Linked DNA regions of Sus scrofa: region 2 is linked to region 1. Evidence: chromatin contacts called from public Hi-C data. All regions are on one chromosome and are shown on one strand. Each heading gives the region's core, a stretch centred on a gene start, on an enhancer-like site or on the middle of the called end of the contact. The rest is flanking DNA. Distances are from core to core; before and after follow the strand shown.

What was found. A called contact is a pair of places that touch in the nucleus more often than the background predicts.
Region 2: a contact with region 1 is called in a Hi-C map of heart right ventricle, with 5 times the contacts expected there. The contact joins the promoter of TMBIM4 here to the promoter of GNS in region 1. A contact is called at or near these places in 1 of 47 Hi-C or Micro-C datasets (heart right ventricle) and 1 of 2 datasets of contacts at active chromatin or transcription factors (alveolar macrophages).

Annotation. Positions count from the first base shown.
Region 1 is chr5:29,188,866-29,194,158 of Sscrofa11.1, reverse strand. GNS (N-acetylglucosamine-6-sulfatase) reads left to right here and starts at 3,876. Exons shown (of 14, transcript XM_021091947.1): 1 at 3,876-4,274. The coding sequence starts at 4,083.
Region 2 is chr5:30,508,567-30,513,883 of Sscrofa11.1, reverse strand. It overlaps TMBIM4 (protein lifeguard 4), which reads left to right and starts at 2,326. Exons shown (of 7, transcript XM_003481653.4): 1 at 2,326-2,515. The coding sequence starts at 2,419.

The DNA of each region.
Region 1 (5,293 bases), core at 2,627-5,126:
AGAACATGAGCCATGCACAACTCATTACCTTATTTTTGCTAGAGGAAAGGCTTCCCTCAAAGTAATTGATGTTAACTACTTCAGTAATGTGAAACAGTTGAGTATTTTATTTTCAGGTTAAACTACTACGTGGAGTATTTTAAACACGTAGGACATCTTGGATTTTTTTTCCTTGAAGAATCTAAGTTTAACGAAAAGGTCTGTCCATTAAAAAGGTGTTCAAGCCTTACAATATAGGCTCAATGAAAATGTAAGGACACTAAAATATATTTGCAACTACTCAGAAGACAAAGCAGAATACCAAGGAGATGTAAAAACTTTATTCAACCTATTGATAAATATAACACTTTAACTGCAAACTTAGAAAGATATTTTGGAATGTTTTGATTAAACAACGGATATATTACAGACTCCTGTTATAAAGACAATTGATAGTGTTATGAAATTTGATATATATACTAGGTACCTTCTTTGGTCATCTTTCAATTTATTGATCTAAGTCACTAAGATAAAACTGAGATTAAAAAATTAATGGAATATGGGTGTTCCCATTGTAGCTCAACAGCAATGACCAGTATCCATGAGGACTCTGGTTCAGGCCCTGGCCTCACTCAGTGGATTAAGGATCCAGCATTGCCTTGATCTATCTTTGCTATGGCTGTGGTGTAGGCTGGCAGCTGCAGCTCCCATTTGACCCCCAGCCTGGAAATTCCATAAGCTGCAGGTGCAGCCCTGAAAAGACAAAAAAAAAAAAAAAAAAAAAAAAAAATTAATGGAATATGGAATCAAAGTGAGAAAGATGAGTGAGAAAATCAAGTGGAATTATCCAGTCTCTCCACAGAAAACATTACAAATCTGGAGTTCCCATCGTGGCTCAGCGGAAACGAATCTGACAAACATCCATGAGAAAATGCTACAAACCATTGTCATATGACGAGTAGATTAAAGAGTACATAGCCATTGGAGTTCCCGTCATGGCTCAGTGATTAACAAATTCGACTAGGAACCATGAGGTTTCGGGTTCGATTCCTGGCCTCGCTCAGTGGGTTAAGGATCCAGCGTTGCTGTGAGCTGTGGTGTGTAGGTCACAGATGCAGCTCGGATCCTGCGTTGCTGTGGCTCTGGTGTAGGCCTCGGCTACAGCTCCAATTAGACCCCTGGCCTGGGAACCTCCATATGCTGCAGGAGAGGCCCTAGAAAAGGCAAAAAGACAAAAAAAAAAAAAAAAAAAAAAAAAAGAGTACATAGCCATAAAATGTGGGGAAAAACTTTGGAAAGGTGTGCCTGAGTTAACTAATTTAAAAACATATTATTTTAGGAGTTCCCTGGTGGCCCAGTGTTAAGGATCTGGCATTGTCATTGCTGTGGCATAGGTTCAGTCCTTAGCCCAGGAACTTCCACATGCCATGACCCAGCCAAAAAAAAAAAAAAAAATTTGTTATTTTAAAATTTTGCATTATTTGTAATACTTTTCAACTTTCAATAATTTATAATATTGTGATTTCTTTTCTCAGTCTAAATAAATATTCACTTTTGTACTTAATGTCGTATTTGTAAATATTTTTCTTAAGGAGCCTCTCTCACCAAATTGTACATAAGCTTTAGGCCACACAAAATCTTGATTTACCCCTGCTATCATCATCTCTCCATCTAATTGATCTGTCTACAACCATTCTTGTCCTCTTCTAATCTGTACACCAAGCCACAGCCAAAAGGATCTTATAAAAATTCATGTATGATTATATTTCTCCTCTATTCTTCCAGTGATTTTTTCCATTAGCCTTAGGATAAAGACCAAAATCCTCGACGTAGGGTTTGGTCCCTGCCTACTTCTCCCCCTCCTTCTCATCCACAGCTCCAACCACTCTGGCTTCTTTAGTTCTTTGAATACATCACTTCAGGATCTTTGCATATGCTGTGCCCTGTGCCTAGGAGACATTCTATCACCGCATAGTTTCAGTAACAAATTATTTCTTTGACTTACAGTGCTGTGCCAATTTCTGCTGTACAGCAAAGTTATTTATTCAAATTTCAGATTGTCATTCAGGGCTACTTCCTCAGGGTATCTTAGACTAGGTCAGCCCCTAATCTCCTTAAATGCTCATCACACTTTTTTTTTTTTTTCTTTTCAGGGCTGCACGTGGAGGTTCTGAGGCCAGGGATCTAATAGGAGGAAGATCCGAGCTGCATCTGCGACTTACACCACAGCTCATGGCAACACCAGATCCTTAACCCACTGAGAAACCTCGAATCCGAAACCTCATGGTTACTAGTCAGATTTGTTTCGTTGTGCCACAATGGGAACTCCTCATTGCACTTTTTTTTTAACTTCCTCATCCCACTCTTTACTTTTCCTTCATAGCATATCTCCCTACTTGTAATTATATACTTCTGTGATTGTGAGATTATATATTTCTGTCACTAGATTGCAAATTCCATGAAAGAGGAACAGTGTCTCTTCAGCCTGAGCCTAGCATCTGGAACAATGTTGGCACCTAATTGTACAATCTCTGGCCTCAAATAGTTTACAATCTATCCTAGAAAATAAAATAGTGATAAAATTTTACAATTTGGGGGCATGAGTGCAGATGGAACAGATTCTTCTTTTGTGCAAGTCTTCCAGCAAGTCTTGAAATATGAATATATCCGGGTTATTCTATTAGTGTGCAAATTTAGCCTAGCCCGAGCCTGTAATACAGTACACTGGCCATCTTGGAAGTGCTCTGACCAGATTCCCAGCACAATTTGTTTTTGCACTGGAGGTTACTTCATTTTTAAGTCTCTTGTCTTCTATAGACATTTAAAAAAACAAAACTATAATCAAACAAAGGCAACGTTTCCTTTTGCATAAGTCTGATAGTTGTATCTATGACATTCCGAAGCACTTCTACAATTATTATTACCTTATTGTATAGTGCTTTCACAAGTTTTAAAAGACTTGGAGTTGGATAGTCCAGCTTGGAAAAAATATGCCTTATTTGTTAGAAATCAGGAAGTACAGCCTGTTGTTCTCCGTTGGGAATGTTTGCTGATTCACCTCGCCAGAAGATATTTCTTTCACTAGTTTATTTTTTGGATTCCACATATACAATATTTGTCTTCCTCTGTCTGACTTATTTCACCAAGCATAACACCCTCCAATGCCAGCGATATTTCTGTTTTCCTAGATCTGAGCAGAGGGGCAGGGTAGAGCTGTTCCAGAGCTATCCCAGCAATATTTGGAGCCCTGGTTTCACAGAATTTTTTTCCTTAAAGATTAATTAATAATGCGGTTGGGTGCAGTTGCTGGCCTTTTGTTTTTGCTCAACGTGCACATCCTTCAACATCGTGTAGGAGGTCTTCTGCAAATTCACCAATTGAGTATTAGGTTAAATAGTCCAAAACTCACCAAGGAATATTAGGCTTAGAATATCCTAAATTGTTTGAAACCACGGTACCAGCTGAGGAATAGCATAACCAGGCTTGGAGTTAGGAGCACCGACCTGGAATCCAGCTCCAAATTTAATAGCTGAGCTGTAGGGAAAATTTTAAACGATTAAATATAAGGGCCTTCAATAAGTGTTCGTTGACTCCGAGATTAAATATAGTAGAGCCCAGACTTTGCCCACCAGTTGCTCTTACTACCTCTAGGCACATTCCTCCTTTCTCCTAATTGCTTCCAGTTGGGTGATTCCCTCCTTTAACCGTATCTTCTCTCCATTTTCATTTCAAAGCGCTCTGAGATGAGTCCTATCACTACCAAATGTCTTCCCAAGCCAGGAGCAAGGGCGGGTTCCGCTCCCGGTTAGTAGCCGGCTTCCCACCCCTTTCGGCCCACTTCCGGGTTTCTCTCTCCACTGTTTCCGCTCTCCGCTCCCTTTCCGCCCGCAGCCTCGCCCGCCCCGCCTCCCGTCACGTGACAGCAGGCGTGCCCCGCCCCCTGCCCCCGGTTCACGTGATCGCGCCGGGGGAGAAAACGCCTGACCCAAACCCCCGGCCTTCACTGTAAGCCCTTTCTTCTAGTGGCTCGTCGGCCTCCAGCCCTCCAGTCACCTGTGCGGCTCTCCACTCCACCCGGGGTCTCCCCCGGAGCCCTGTCAGCCATGCGGCTCCTGCCTCTGGCCTCAGGTGGGCCGCGGCGGGGCAGTCCCCGTCACCTGCCCTCCTGTAGCCCAGCGCTGCTGCTGCTGCTGTGTGGCTGCCTGGGGGTCTCCCGGGTGGCGGCGGCTGACTCTCGGAGGCCCAATGTGGTGCTGCTCCTCGCCGACGACCAGGACGAAGTGCTCGGCGGCATGGTAACTCCTCTATTTCTGCCCCGCCCCTCCATCTCCCGGGCTGCCTCCCTGGTTTCTGGCCCTCGTAACCCATCCCCTTTCCCTGAACTAGCTGCCTCGACCCTCAGTAGGTTTGCTTTTACAGCGCCAGGTTCTTTACCCAGGCTTAGGAAGCTGCAGGGCTCTGTTTCCTCTTTCCTCCGAGTTTCTTCTGGATCCGCACACATGCACGCACCGCACAGAGCTTTTAGTCTGGACCTTACTGCTGAGGAGTTTGCTTCACATCTCAAGACAAACATGTGGAAGCCAATTAGGGATGGGATGGGATGAACCAATGAGAAGCAGGTGCACGCAAGTCTTGATTGTTTTTCTTTCTGATTGGAGGATAAAATGCAGCCCCCTTTAAGAGGGACCTAGCCCACCTCTGGATTTGACCCTTTGTGCAATATCTGTGCCTGATATTTATGAAATAAGTGCTGAAGTGAACTATTCTGGTCGGTAGGGTGTTGAACGATTCAGGGTGTGCTTTGCCTTACAAGAATCAAGAAATTTCAATTAGCCTAATGGAACACCTGGCTGGTGCATTAGATACTGTGGAGTGTTCCCTTTTGTATCAGATGGGTGTTGTTTTGAAATTTCATTCTTTCCCGAAATGCATCTTGCTCCTGTTCTGGAATTTATGGAATTTATGCCCTTCAAGAACATCCACCCAACTATCTACTCATGGAGGCCCAAATTGGCTTGCCCAAGGCACATAAGTAGTTGTGGCAGTCCGGACAAAATCCTGACTAGTTCTCTGATCCTGGGCATAGATAGCATTCCTCTTATTAAAAAAACAAATGCTGGATTACTGTGTTCCTTTCAGTTCTCTTTTTGCTTTCAACTAAATGCTGTGGAAACACTCTAGGCAAGGGGTTCCTAACTGTCAGCGTGTGGGAACACCCTATCTCAGTGTCCTTCAAACTGCTGATTTCAACCCATAAGTGAGTTGTGAAATCGGTTTAGTGAGTAGATACCAGCATTTTTACTTCCCTGTGGAA
Region 2 (5,317 bases), core at 1,077-3,576, 1.3 Mb before region 1:
CTTGTCTCTTTTTTTCTCTCTCCCTTTTAAATTTTTTTTCTTGATTTGTAACAGTTGTTTTTATATTCTGGAAAGAGCATTATATATATTACATGCATGCAAATATCTCTCTCCATTTTTTTTGTTTATTTTTTGTCTTTTTAGGGCCACAGCCATGGCATATGGAGGTTCCCAGGCTAGGGGTGGAATGGGAACTATAGATGCTGGCCCACACCACAGCTATAGCAACGCCAGATCCAAACCACATCTGCGAACTACACCACAGCTCACGGCAACACCGGATCCTTAACCCACTGAGAGAGGCCAGGCATCAAACCTGTGTCCTCATGGATACTAGTCAGATTTGTTTCCACTGAGCCACGATGGGAACTCCTCTTTCCCCATTCTATGACTTGCTTTTTACTCTCTTATCATGTATTTAGATTACTGGAAGTTCTTTTTTTTGGCATTCTCTGAGGCATGTGGAAGTTCCCTGGCCAGGGATCAAACCTGCACCACAGCAGTAACCTGTGCCATAGCAGTGACAGTGCTGAGTCCTTAACCAGTAGGTCACCAGGGAATCCAGAAGTTGCTAATTTTAATACATTTTAGTTTCTCAGTCTTCTCCTTTGGGGTTAACTGCTGGTTTCAGAAATCTTTGCTTTTCTCCAAATCATAATGATATTTTCTTATATCATCTTCTCAAAGTTTTATTGTTTTGTCTTTCACATTTAGATCCACAATCCATCTGAAATTTACTTTTTGTAATTGGTAACGGGTAGGAGATCAAACTTTGTTAATGCTGCTTTTAGTCAATAAGACAATGGGATGGGTTCCCAGTCCAACTCTGGCTTGTTCTATATAATAAATCCTACTATGACTTCATACTAAAATGAGTACTGTTTTTAAAATGTCTGTAAAATCATAAAAAACAAGGTTTTTTGCTTGTTTTATGGAATCAAAGTTAGTTCTTTAGAAAAAAGCTTCCACTAATAGCAAATTTAAAGATTTAGCTTCAGAATAGGCAGTTCCACAGCTATTCTAAATTCTGCCTGCTAAGACTTTTGAGTATTACAGTTAAAATGAGGATTTCGGAGTTCCCGTCGTGGCGCAGTGGTTAACGAATAAGACTAGGTACCATGACGTTGCGGGTTCAATCCCTGCCCTTGGTCAGTGGGTCAAGGTTCCGGCGTGGCTGTGAGCTGTGGTGTAGGTTGCAGACATGGCTCGGATCCTGCGTTGCTGTGGCTCTGGCGTAGGCTGGCAGCTACAGCTCCGATTGGACCCCTAGCTTGGGAATCTCCATATGCCGCGGGAGCGGCCCAAGAAATGGCAAAAAGACCAAATAAATAAATAAATAAATAAATAAAAAATAAAATGAGGATGTCAATTGTGGGTGGATCAAAGTAAACTCATCAAAAAAATTCCAAGAAATCCTGAGATGATAATATTCTGGGTATATCTACACCTTGTCTTCATATTGGAATGACAGCAATACCATGAACGTTCACATTGATCCATCCTATTTGTCACCATGATTTGTTTTATTAAGACAACATCCCCTCTTTCCCGTCATTGGTCTTGACTCTTTCCAACATATTCTACATTTAGCAGACAGTAATCTGGCCTTTATCTATTCAGCCTCATTCCTTGCCATCAGTGGCCTACTCCACCTGAACTTAGCTCCCTGGTAGACGCCACTTTGCAGATGTTGGTCCTTTGAGAACCTACCTCCATCACTCTGCTCTTCCCTGGTTGGTTCCTATTTGTATTCCAGGACTAAGCATTATCTCATTCAGAAAGCCTGGTTTACAGGAAGTGCTCAACAAGTTTAGGGGTTATTATTATTAAAGATCATGTAGTTAAGAGTTCCCTGGTGGCCTAGCAGTTAAAGGATATGGCATTGTCACTGATGTGGCTTGGATCACGGCTGCGGCACGAGTGAGATTTCTGGCCAAGGAACTTCTGCGTGCTGCAGGCATGGCCAACAACAACAACAAGATAGTGTAATTAAAATCAACTATACTTCAATAAAGGCAATGTAATTAAAGGTGTCTCCCCAGAGTGATTATTGGTGGAGTGTATGAATGAGATGAGTGTTTGTTGAATAAATGGATGAATAGGTCTTCGCTTTTATCACGTTAGCAACTTTCCAGGTCAGACGATGTAAGAAGCTGGTGGAAGAAAATGTGAGAAAACCTACACTTCAGATGACGCCGAGAATGTAATTCGTTTTCTCTCCCAACCTAACCTAAAGCACTCTCCTTTTTCTCAGCCTAACTGGATTCTTGAGGTGAGATCATCGATTAGCTGGGGCTTGGCTCGGCCGACGCCGCTCGGCTAGTTGGGGCTGGATCCTCCCTCCGGAAGTGGCTTGGAGGCCGTTGTGCCGGCGTCGTCTCCCTGGCTCGGCTGGGCGGCTGGGGGTTTCGCGCGGCCATGGCAGACCCTGACCCCCGCTACCCCTGCTCCTCGATCGAGGATGACTTCAACTATGGCAGCTGCGTGGCCTCCGCCAGCGTGCACATCCGAATGGGTACGTGGCCCCTCGCCGGGCCCCTCTCGGCCACCCTCGTCTGTCAGGCGCGCTGCGGGTCTCTGGGGGCGGGTTTCCGGTTTCCGAGGCGAGCATCCCCCACGGTGGTGCTCTGGAGACAGCGCCTGAGTCCAGGGGTTCAGACCGCAGCCTTCCGACCCTGCGGGTCCCCCATCTCGGAGGAAGAGCGTCCTCCCTCCGCAGGGGTCAGAGGGGGAGGAGAAGTGGTAGCCCCGCTGTGCTCTTTGACACCTGATCTGGAGTCCCTCAGTCTTCTTGGGTGTAGAAAGGGACAGCTGAATATTTCACAGCCTGAATCTGGCATCTTTCAATTAAGAGAAACCAAGGGTTACTTTTTTGGTGAAAATAAGCTTATTATGTGATCGTTGTGACGCACACCTGAAAGGAGTTACCTGCTTGAATGTTTTTGGTTTAGAACAGCGTTTCAAGTTTCTATGCCCTTGTCTGTCTTTGCCGAATCGTAAGATCTGTGAGGGCAGGCACCATATCTATTTCGTTGCTGTTTTTTCTCTGCAGGACCTAGAACTCAACATTTTGAGGCAGTTGCTGGAAGTGGAAGTTTCCTAAGACCATGTTAGTTATGTTACTATGCAATGTTCAGTGGGCAGAAATTATTTGAATTTAAAATGCTCAGCTTCATGCAAGTGGAATTCATTGTCTGCTCTAGTTCAGCCAGTTGGTCACGGAAGCTGCCTCAGGTTTTCATCCTATATGGCAGCTGGAACTTTTCCTGGAAGAGGAATTATGAAGAGATTATGCACAGAGAATCTTGATTCCTAGTATCTGTATTTCTAGAATTGAATTTTGAAATTATTTTGGCAAGTGGGCTCAGCTTTTAAATTAGAAAGTTGTAAATTGTGGTAAAATATGCATAACATTAAAATTTTACCATTTTAATTATTTTTAAGTACAGTACAGTATGTTAAGCATTTTCAGTGTCACCAGAATGTTTTTATCTTGCAAAACAAACTCTATACTCAGCAAACAACTTCCCACTTTCCCCTTTCCCTAGCTCCAGGAAGCCACCGTTCTACTTTTCTGTTCTGTGGATTCGACCACTCTAGATCCCTCATCTAACTGGAATCATACAGTATTTGTCTTTTTGTGACTGGTATATTTCAATCAGTACGTTTTTAGCAAGTGCATTCATTTTGTGGCATGTCAGAGTTTTTTTCCTTTTTAAGGCTGAATAATTTTCTATTGTATGTATAAACCACATTTTGTTTATTCACCTGTTGGTGGACACTTGGGTTACTTCCACCTGACTATGACTATTGCCGCTATAAACAGAGGGGTACAGGTTTCTATGGGATCCTGTTATCAGTTCTTTTTGATCTGTATGCAGAAGAGGAGTTGCTGGATCACATGTGTTTTAATGAAAAACCTGAGTTTTTTCCCTCCTGACTGAGTAGGGAAGGTTTTTCATCCTCTGTTTCTCCTTTACTTCTGACATTTCTGGTCACCAAAAGTGTGGTGGCTTTCCCCTCACCAATAATTCTCCATGGCATCACCTGGGTGTCCTACAATTTAACTTAATTCTGATACCACGTAGCACTAGGAGATAGTGTCAGATCCCAGGGGTTAGGGACTCAGTTCCACAAGACTGCTGCCACCCTACTTTATTTTTTATTTTTATTTTTTTTTGCATTTTAGGGCTGCACTTGCAGCATATGAACTTCCCAGGCTAGGGGTCAAATCAGAGCTACAGCTGCCACCTACACTACAGCTCATGGCAACGCCAGATCCTCAACCCACTGAGCATGGCCAGAATTGAACCAGCCTCCTCATCGTTGCTAGTCAGGTTCATTACCGCTGAGCCACGATGGGAACTCCACTGCTACCCTACTTTAAATGTTTAGTGCAAGCACTAGGTCCCTAGGTTACCTACAACTTCTGTCATACTTGGTTACAAATCAGTTTCCCATCACCCCTCCTTAGGTTTGATAAATTTGTGAGAGTGGCTCACAGAACTCAGGGAAACACACTCAGGTTTACTGGTTTATTAACTGATACAGATGAACAGCCAGATGAAGAGATATATAGGATGAAGTCTGGGAGGGCCCTAAGCACAGGAGCTTCTGCCCTTATAGAGTTGGGGTGCATCACCCTTCTGGTATGAGGCTGTGTTCACCAACCTGGAAGCCCTCCATACCCCAAATTATTATTATTATTTTGCTTTTTAGGCCCACATGTGTGGCATATAGAAGCTTCCAGGCTAGGGTTTCAGTTGGAGCTGCAGCTGCCAGCCTATACCACAGCTACAGCAACACTGGATCTGAGCCTCATCTGCGACCTACACCACAGCTCACAGCAATGCTGGACCCTTAACCACTGAGCAAGGCCAGGGATCAAACCCACATCCTCATGGATACTGGTCGGGTTCGTTACTGCTGAACTATGACGGACCTCCCTCCCCACCATTTTTTTTAAATCTCTTTACCGCCACACCTAGAGCATATGGACGTTCCCAGACCAGAGGTTGAATCAGAGCTGCAGCTGCTGAGGATCCAACCCACTGAGCAAGGCCAGGGGTTGAACCTACACCCCCATGGATACTGTGTCAGGTTCTTAACCCCCTGAGCAAGGCCAGGGGTTGAACCTACACCCCCATGGATACTGTGTCAGGTTCTTAACCCGCTGAGCCACAGTGGGAACTCCCAAACTATTGGCGTTTTATGGAAGCTTCATCACATGGGCCTGATCAATGATTAAGTCCTTTTTCAGCCCTTCTCCTTTCTCAAGAGAATGTGGTACAGGACTGAAAATTCCAAGCTTCTAATC